Linked DNA regions of Capra hircus: region 2 is linked to region 1. A link is a contact called in public Hi-C data. All regions are on one chromosome and are shown on one strand. Each heading gives the region's core, a stretch centred on a gene start, on an enhancer-like site or on the middle of the called end of the contact. The rest is flanking DNA. Distances are from core to core; before and after follow the strand shown. Region 1 overlaps KIF5C (kinesin heavy chain). Region 2 overlaps MMADHC (methylmalonic aciduria and homocystinuria, cblD type).

Region 1 (3,832 bases), core at 747-3,246:
GCCCTTGGCACCCCCAGAGGGTCCCAGCATCAGGTGGCCTGAGCTGGAAGACCCAAAGGTTCTAGACTGAGTTGGGGGTAAACGCAGGCCCCCCAATAACCTGAAGCCCCAGAGCGTGTGCTGGGTGGAGCTTAGCTGTCTACACACATGGAGCCAAGCTCCTGGCAGACGCGAGGAGAGCCCCTGGTGTTGCCCTGGACAGAAGCCACCCGACACCAGGGACTCACTTCATATTTATTTCTGGTGGTGAGTGGAGTTTGAAGAGCTGCCTCCTCCCCCTCGGATGGCGTGGACCGCCGTTGGAGATGATGCAGGGTAGTGTCCAGGGCGGATAGGCTTGGCTGTGTCCAACCGACAGAAAAGAGAGAAGAGACATTCAGAAAGGGCTTACACAGCTGCATCCAGATACCTCCTGGTCACATGCAAAAACCAAGAGGCACAATCTTCTCATCAACGTTGCAATTCTTATCGGTCACCAGACTTTTCTGAAGACAGGAAGTTTACCCTTCTATTAGCACACTTAGCTAACCCAAGCCACCCAATATTCAGGGGACAAAGAGACCTTATTTATCAATTACTTCAATTCTGATTAATGAAAATTAGAGACATCAGACTTTCAGTTTTATCTGAGGCAGATCTGTAGGTCCCGATGAGTTCCAACAGCATCTCCCTATAACTGGATGCAGAATTCTGTCTGTGATGCATTTTTAGGGGAAGAGGTCCACAGGTTTCAGGAGATTTTCCAAGGGTATAAAAATCCAGTAAACGCAGTAAAGCACTAATCTATGATCTTAAAACTAGAAACAAGGAATTGCTGGTTTCCCAAACATCTGCAGAGCAGTATCTGATAAGAAATATTACATGTTATTGGAGATATTTCCATCTAAGAAGAAGAAAAAAATGCTCTCTAGAGACATCCCTAAATCTATTTTCCTCCTATGGCTCTATCCCAGGAACTATGACTCAACAGCTACACTCTCAGTCTTTGCAGGTAGAAGGAAGGGGCTAGATGTCCAACCCCCCATGCACTCACTGATGCCAGGCCTGGCTCTCTCCAGGGTATTTCCAGACCTGTACTTGCAAGAGACTCTCCCTGAGGCTTCTAGCTACATGCAGCTCCTTCATGGTTCTGCCAGGTGCAGACCACGAGGGGCCTGCAGGCTTTGCTGAGCAAGCCCTATACTCTGGTATCTCTGGGAGAGTGTACCTCTGTTTACAGCCAAACCCCTCTGCCGGCAGCCAGGGCTGGCTGGCTTCTTTGCTCAGCTCGGTAATTTTGAAGATCACCATGTCCTCTGGAATCTCAAGGAAGCACGTGTCTGGCGATCCCATCTTGCCAGGATGGACGCCAGGTACTGGGAGGCCCCGGCTGGCCTGCACAGGGCATCTGGCCCGTGGAGCCCTCGCCTTATATCAAGGGCCCGGGTACAGGCGCACGTACCGATCTGGGCCGAGTGAGCTCTCCTGGCCATGTTCTTGGCCCGCACGGCCTCCTTGATGCGGTCCACCTCCTGCTGGTAGCGCTTGCGGTCCCGCATGGCGTTCTCCTTGGCCTCCTTCAGCGCGCTCTCCAGCGCCTTCACGCGCTCGGCCGTGGCGCGCAGGCGCTTCTCCAGCTTGGGCAGCTCACAGCGCAGGTCTGCATTGTCCCGGACCAGCTGCAGGGAAGGGAGAGCTGGGGAGTTAGCGGAAGGGGAGGCAGGAGCAGCAGACCCCGCGCTGGGGGGCTGAGAAGGCCACAGAGGAGCAGTTAGAACCGCCACCCCCTGCCAGGCTGTTCTGGAAAGTGCATAAGACCATAAACTCTGGGAGCACCCAAGGGGAATAAAAACCCCACACCCCGAGACTCAGATTTGCCAAACACAGTATTCACAGTTTGGAGAAAGTGGAGAGGGGAGTAGGCTAGAATTAGAAGCCATTTCCAACTGTGGGAAACATTCAGGCTTGGGTGGGATTTGCTTCTTTTGTTTGAGGGGCGAGGGGGAACTTGCGGGAGAAAATTGACAACTCCGACGCTGGCATGTGAAAGCTAAGAAACACAAGGCCAGCTCGGACATGCTCTCGAAAGGCATTCATGTTCTTGAGCTCTCTGAAGGCCTCCTTCAGAGAGGACATGTTGTCCACAGCAGCACAAGGTTTGGAGTGTAGCCAGGGTCTAAGTAACCCAGGAATACTGCTCATTCTTTATGATCCAAGACTCTCAATTCAGAAGGAACAGACTCACCCGAGGTTGAGGATGGGCCAAAAGCCAGTTCTGTTATTTCCTGGTCATCTGACCAGGTATGAGTCATTCAACCACTATTAAGTCCACATACTACATAAAAGGACCATTGTGGGAATGCAAGTGGGTCAGGAAATATTTGAAAATCAGGAGTGCTATATGGGTTGAACTATTCCTAGGTCCACACCTGTTTTCTTTACCCCATCTCCCCACCCAGTCCCAGCCCCAGTGCCCGGTACAGAGTAGGTTTTTAATAAATATTCACTGAATTCTTGAATAAAATAATTAACGAATCTCAGGACTCAATTTCAAGTCCCCAGCAGTTTCCGCTTTTCTGTTTGTCTTCAACAGTTTGCTTGAATGACTTCAACCACGTTGAATCTGTCATCCTCCCTTTGGGCAAAAGTGCTGTCATCAGTAACGTTGAAGGGCATGTAACGAGTCAAAGAGAAATGACATCCCCTAGAGCATGTGGTCCATTGCAAAGCTGAACCTTTTTTTTCAGATCCCAAATCTTGAGGATTTAGGGGAAGCCATCACGAACATTTCCGCATTTAAACAGAGAGCAGAGGGCCAAGAGGAAGGGGACATGTGTACGCCTATGGCTCATTCATGCTGATGTACGACAGAAACCAGCACGATACTGTGAAGCAATTATCTTCCAATTAAAAGCAAATTTTAAAAAATAAGCAGAAAGGAGACAAACAACCTGCCTGAGTCATCAGTGGGTTTGGACATGGTTATTGCTCTCTGTCGCTCTAAACAAACTCCAGGGTGTCGCGGGGACCTGAGAGGATGCCCAAGAAACAGAGCAAGCAGAACGGGGTCTGGTGCCGGCCCCAGTTCTCCCACTTGTGGGATGAAGCCCGTGGCTTCCCCTCCTAGTCTGTTTCTCGTCTCTAGAAACAGGAAGCCTGAACCAACTCAGTGTCCTCTGCTTTGTGTACTGTGGAGTCTTTGGGTCCACAGAGTGTCCTCAAAAGCATCATGGGACACACCGAGGCCAGCTGGGCGCAGAGGCTGGAAAGGGAGGCAGAATGAAAAGACACGACTGAACACCCTGCTCTCCAATCCCCAGAGAGCTCACACTCTATTCTTTTTATTTGGCTTCCTTCAAAGACAGTATTTTATATACAAAGGGAGCCACTGAAGACTAAGAGTTCAAGGTCCCTTCTGACGCTGATGTTCCCTGGTGACGCTGTAGTCCTTTTACCCTCCGTATCAGAGCTCCTCCCTCAGTGGAGCCAAATGCAGTGAGTCTCCCTTCCAGGAGAGAAGGAGAAGCAGGGGCAAGCTGGCACAACCCTCCTACCTGTTTGTGAACCTTGGTGAGCTGCTCCAGATTATTCTCCAGGAAGGAAATTTTCTGCTTCTGGGCAGCACTGCCTCCTCCATCGTCACTGTCCAGCTCTACACTCTGCATCAACACAAGGGGTCAGCAGAATCAGCCTCCAAACTGCCCAGCCGCAGCCCCAGCATCATGCGGAAGAGCCATTCTAAATATCTTTGGGGAGAAATCCCCAATCCTACTAAAGGTTTATTCTGAAAATGAAAATAGAGCTTCTAGAAGTTGAGACTCAACAGTCTTCCCAATTAATTCCTTTGATCGGT
Region 2 (3,832 bases), core at 758-3,257, 680 kb before region 1:
TCTCACAACTTATAAAAATATTGTTTACATACTTTAACAAAGTATTTTATGATAATGACTTCACACTTAATGTCCCAAATACAGCTTTGCTAATAAATTCCAGGTAGTAATTAAGTCAGGAGCAAGTTATATGCTAGTTAACAAAGAAGTTATAGAGAGGCATAAGACATTGTCTCTGATTTTTAGAAGATCTGAATTTGATGAGTTGAAATTTAAATATACAATAACTCAGTAAACATATACTGTTTATATATTAAGACCAGGAGTAGTTTATCATCACTATCATTTAGATGCTGGAGAGTTTGTTCTCACATGTACATTGCATTGTAAGTCCTACTTTCTGATTCATCTAAGATTCTGAGCCTCATTTGATACTGACTCCAGTATAAATATAACTCAGTTTTCTATAACAAATTTTCAGGTTTTTGAAATGGCACTATACTTTTTCATGTGATTTTTAATTTTATAGTGACTAAAGCTGTTTTATTTTTTATGGAAAAGAAAACATCTCTTTCTATTTTAGATATGTTAGTGATTATTTTAGGATCACACTTGTAGATATTTTATCTTTTGTGGTTTAAATCTATCCTAGTTTTTTCCAGCAGATGTCAGTGTTTCCTGTTGATGAGCAGAACAAGATAAACATTTAAACTGGTTCTTTCTGTGATCATTTGGCATTCTTAATCTTTGCAAACATTTAAATACATTGTTTTGTTCACCTTGTAGTTTTTGTGTATGTCTTACTAAATTGATACATAATTTTAATGACTTTTCTAGACCATATTCAGTTTTCCTGCTTTTTAAGAATTGCAAGGATTAATGAAATATAGCAGTAAGTGCAAATATTACATAGATAACCTAAAGAATGCAGTATTTGTAAATTTTTTCATTAGTTTACAAAAAAGTTTAGGCATACCTTGGAGATATTGCTGATTCGGCTCCATCACAGTAAAGCTGATATGGCAATAAAGTGAGTTACATGGATATCTTGGTTTCCAGTGCTTATAAAAGTTATGTTTATGTTATACTATAGTCTATTAAATGTGTAATAGCATTGTCTTAAAAAATGCATACCATAATTTTAAAATACTTTGTTGCTAAAAAATGCTAACCGTCATCTTAGCCTTCAGTGAGTCATAGTAGTAAAACATCAGTAAAGGTCAGTGACTACAGATCATCATAAATATAATAATAGATGAAAAAGCTTGGAATACTGAGAGAATTACAAAAATGTGACACAGAGACATGAAGTGAGCAAATATTACTGGAAAAATGTCATCAATAGACTTGCTGGACACAGGGTTGCCACAGGCCTTCAACTTGTAAAACAACACATTATCTGTGAAGTACAGTGAAGTCCAAAAAATGAGATATGCCTGTATTTAGAGAACATAGGTTAGTTTAGGTTGTATATCTATAGGAGGGATCAATAAACTTTTTCTAAGGAGCCAGATGGTAGCTTTTTAGGTTTTGTAGGTCATAGGCTCTCAACTACTCAGTTTTACCCTTGTATTGTTAAAGAAACCATATAAAGTGAAGTGAAGTCACTCAGTCGTGTCCAGCTCTTTGCGACCCCATGGACTATAGCCCACCAGGCTCCTCCATCCATGGAATTTTCTAGGCAAGAGTACTGGAGTGGGTTGCCATTTCCTTCTCCAGGGGATCTTCCTGACCCAGGGATCAAACCTGGGTCTCCCGCATTGCGGGCAGACGCTTTACCATCTGAGCCACCAGGGAATCCCTAAGAAACCATAGACAATATATAAATGAATAGGCATGGCTACATTTCACCAAAACTGTATTTATACACACAGGCGGCAGCTCAGTTTGACGGCTCTCTGACTATCACTTCCTCATCCCTTATTTAGAGTATGGCCCATGTGCCTAACTTTAGCTTGGACTTTGAACCAGCTGAATGCCAGAGATGCTCAGTGAGTTCTCATCACTCAGGGTGGGCCTGAAATTCATGTTACCCAGCGCTGCATGACCCCTGATAACACTATTCAGCTGCAGCCTTGCAGTTGGCACTCTGCTCGACCTCAAGAAATCTCACCCTGTGTCTGCACAGCTCAGCATGAGGCTACTGAACCAGGAAAGACTGTTCTACAGACTGCTTTGAAACCCTATTGTGCGTCACGCTCTTTTCCAGCACTCTACCCCACAAAGTCCAGATGCTACAGCTGTCCAGACCTGTTGCTTTCTACTGCCTCAGCTCAGTGACACTGTCACTTTGCTTGGGCTCCACTTCTTTGTCCTGAAACAGGACAGTGTCCTCAGACAGAAGGCTAAAGCATATATGGGGATCACCTTATTTGTTTCCCTTCTCTTGAAGACTACAATTTTGTGTCTGCCTATTGTTCAGTGTCTCAAAACAGTTGCGTCATGTATTTCAGTCGTTTTTGTGGTTTTCAGCAGGTGGCAAGTTTGATAACTGTTACTCTATTATGACTGAAAGTGGAATTGTGCCCTTGATTTTAAACACTTACAGTCTGTCCTTTTTTTTTAACATTCTAATCTGGTTCTAATATTTGTTGTCTTTTTCACTGCTTAGAGTTCTGGTAAAGCTAGTCTTTGCATCATAGGAGTTAACATCACAGGATTTTGAATAGGTAATGCATGTACATGGTCTGTATTATTTATACACTACATAGAAAAATAGAGGAGCGTATAGTGAAAAGTAAGTATGCTGTCCAGCCCTATACCCAATCTATCCTTTTATCTTATTTTCATGTGCCTTGTCAGAAATATTTCATGACTATGTGACTGGATAGGTGTATTTTTGAAGGACATACAAATAAGTACCTGTTTTTAAACAACTTCCATTCAAATGAATGGTTCAGATCTTTTCATTATGAATATTTTGTTTTCCCTTTCTTATTTTGAAATTTCTATAGTGATACAAAATAGCAACTATAGTTTATAATCCTTGACAAATTTGGGAGTTAATAGCACAAAAGTGATTAGAAATAGTTCCTAAAACAAATAATTTAGAAGAAAAAAATGTACAATTTAGACTTTAAAAAAATGAAAGTTTTATATTAACCATTAATCATTTGGACTGGTGAAAATAATCTTAAGACTATAACCCCTAATTTATCATTAGTTTTAATTTTTTATTAATCTTGTGTTCTCTATCTGAGGCAAAAGATATTTATTTTTAAAATTTTATTGAAAAATAAAACAATCTGTAGTGATGCTATCTTGAGCATAATATATTTGTGTCTTTTTCTGTGCAGTTCATCAGCGGTGCTAAGGAAATTTGCTATGCCCTCCGAGCTGAAGGCTATTGGGCTGACTTTATTGACCCATCATCTGGTTTGGCAGTGAGTAATTAAATACATTTTGAAAGCTAGATTATAAGTTGAAGTAGGAATTATTTTTTTATAATTATAGCCTAGGTAAATATAAATCATTTAGGACTTCTTGAAAACCCTACAGTTTTAAGCGCAGAAGTATAAGAATCATTTGAATTCACAACTTTGAGGGACCTCTGGACCTCACTCCTGGTTAAAGTTCTCCATTGCTTTAAATCTTTTTTATTAAAAATAATTTCAAATTTTATTTTTTCCATCCTTACTGATAGACGTTATTCAAATTAAATTGAATTAGTGTGCTTACTGTTAGTTAAAATTAGCATTCAGTAGTTTCATTAAGGAAGAAAATTATTTTTAGAATTAAGAAAATTTGGATGTTAAAGAAATACTTAGAAAAGTAACTTTTTGGAAATTAACATTTATAAAGCTATACTTTAAAAAAAATAATGAGCCACTATTATCAAATTTTAATTTCTGTGTATGTCTTTCAGTTACAAATATTAATAAATTTTATTTTA

The links. A called contact is a pair of places that touch in the nucleus more often than the background predicts.
Region 2: a contact with region 1 is called in a Hi-C map of blood, with 6 times the contacts expected there. The contact joins two enhancer-like sites. A contact is called at or near these places in 3 of 5 Hi-C or Micro-C datasets (blood and liver).

Annotation. Positions count from the first base shown.
Region 1 is chr2:89,029,160-89,032,991 of ARS1.2, reverse strand. KIF5C (kinesin heavy chain) reads right to left here. Exons shown (of 26, transcript XM_018062660.1): 23 at 3,534-3,638; 24 at 1,442-1,658; 25 at 228-341. The coding sequence ends at 235. Among named protein-coding and RNA genes, the nearest start is that of LYPD6B, 29 kb to the left of the region's middle. Within about 2 kb of position 1,996, at least 3 of the 5 cell types and tissues checked have an H3K27ac peak or open chromatin away from gene starts, as enhancers often do.
Region 2 is chr2:89,705,201-89,709,032 of ARS1.2, reverse strand. MMADHC (methylmalonic aciduria and homocystinuria, cblD type) reads left to right here. Exons shown (of 7, transcript NM_001285614.1): 6 at 3,237-3,323. Among named protein-coding and RNA genes, the nearest start is that of MMADHC, 14 kb to the left of the region's middle. Within about 2 kb of position 2,007, at least 1 of the 5 cell types and tissues checked has an H3K27ac peak or open chromatin away from gene starts, as enhancers often do.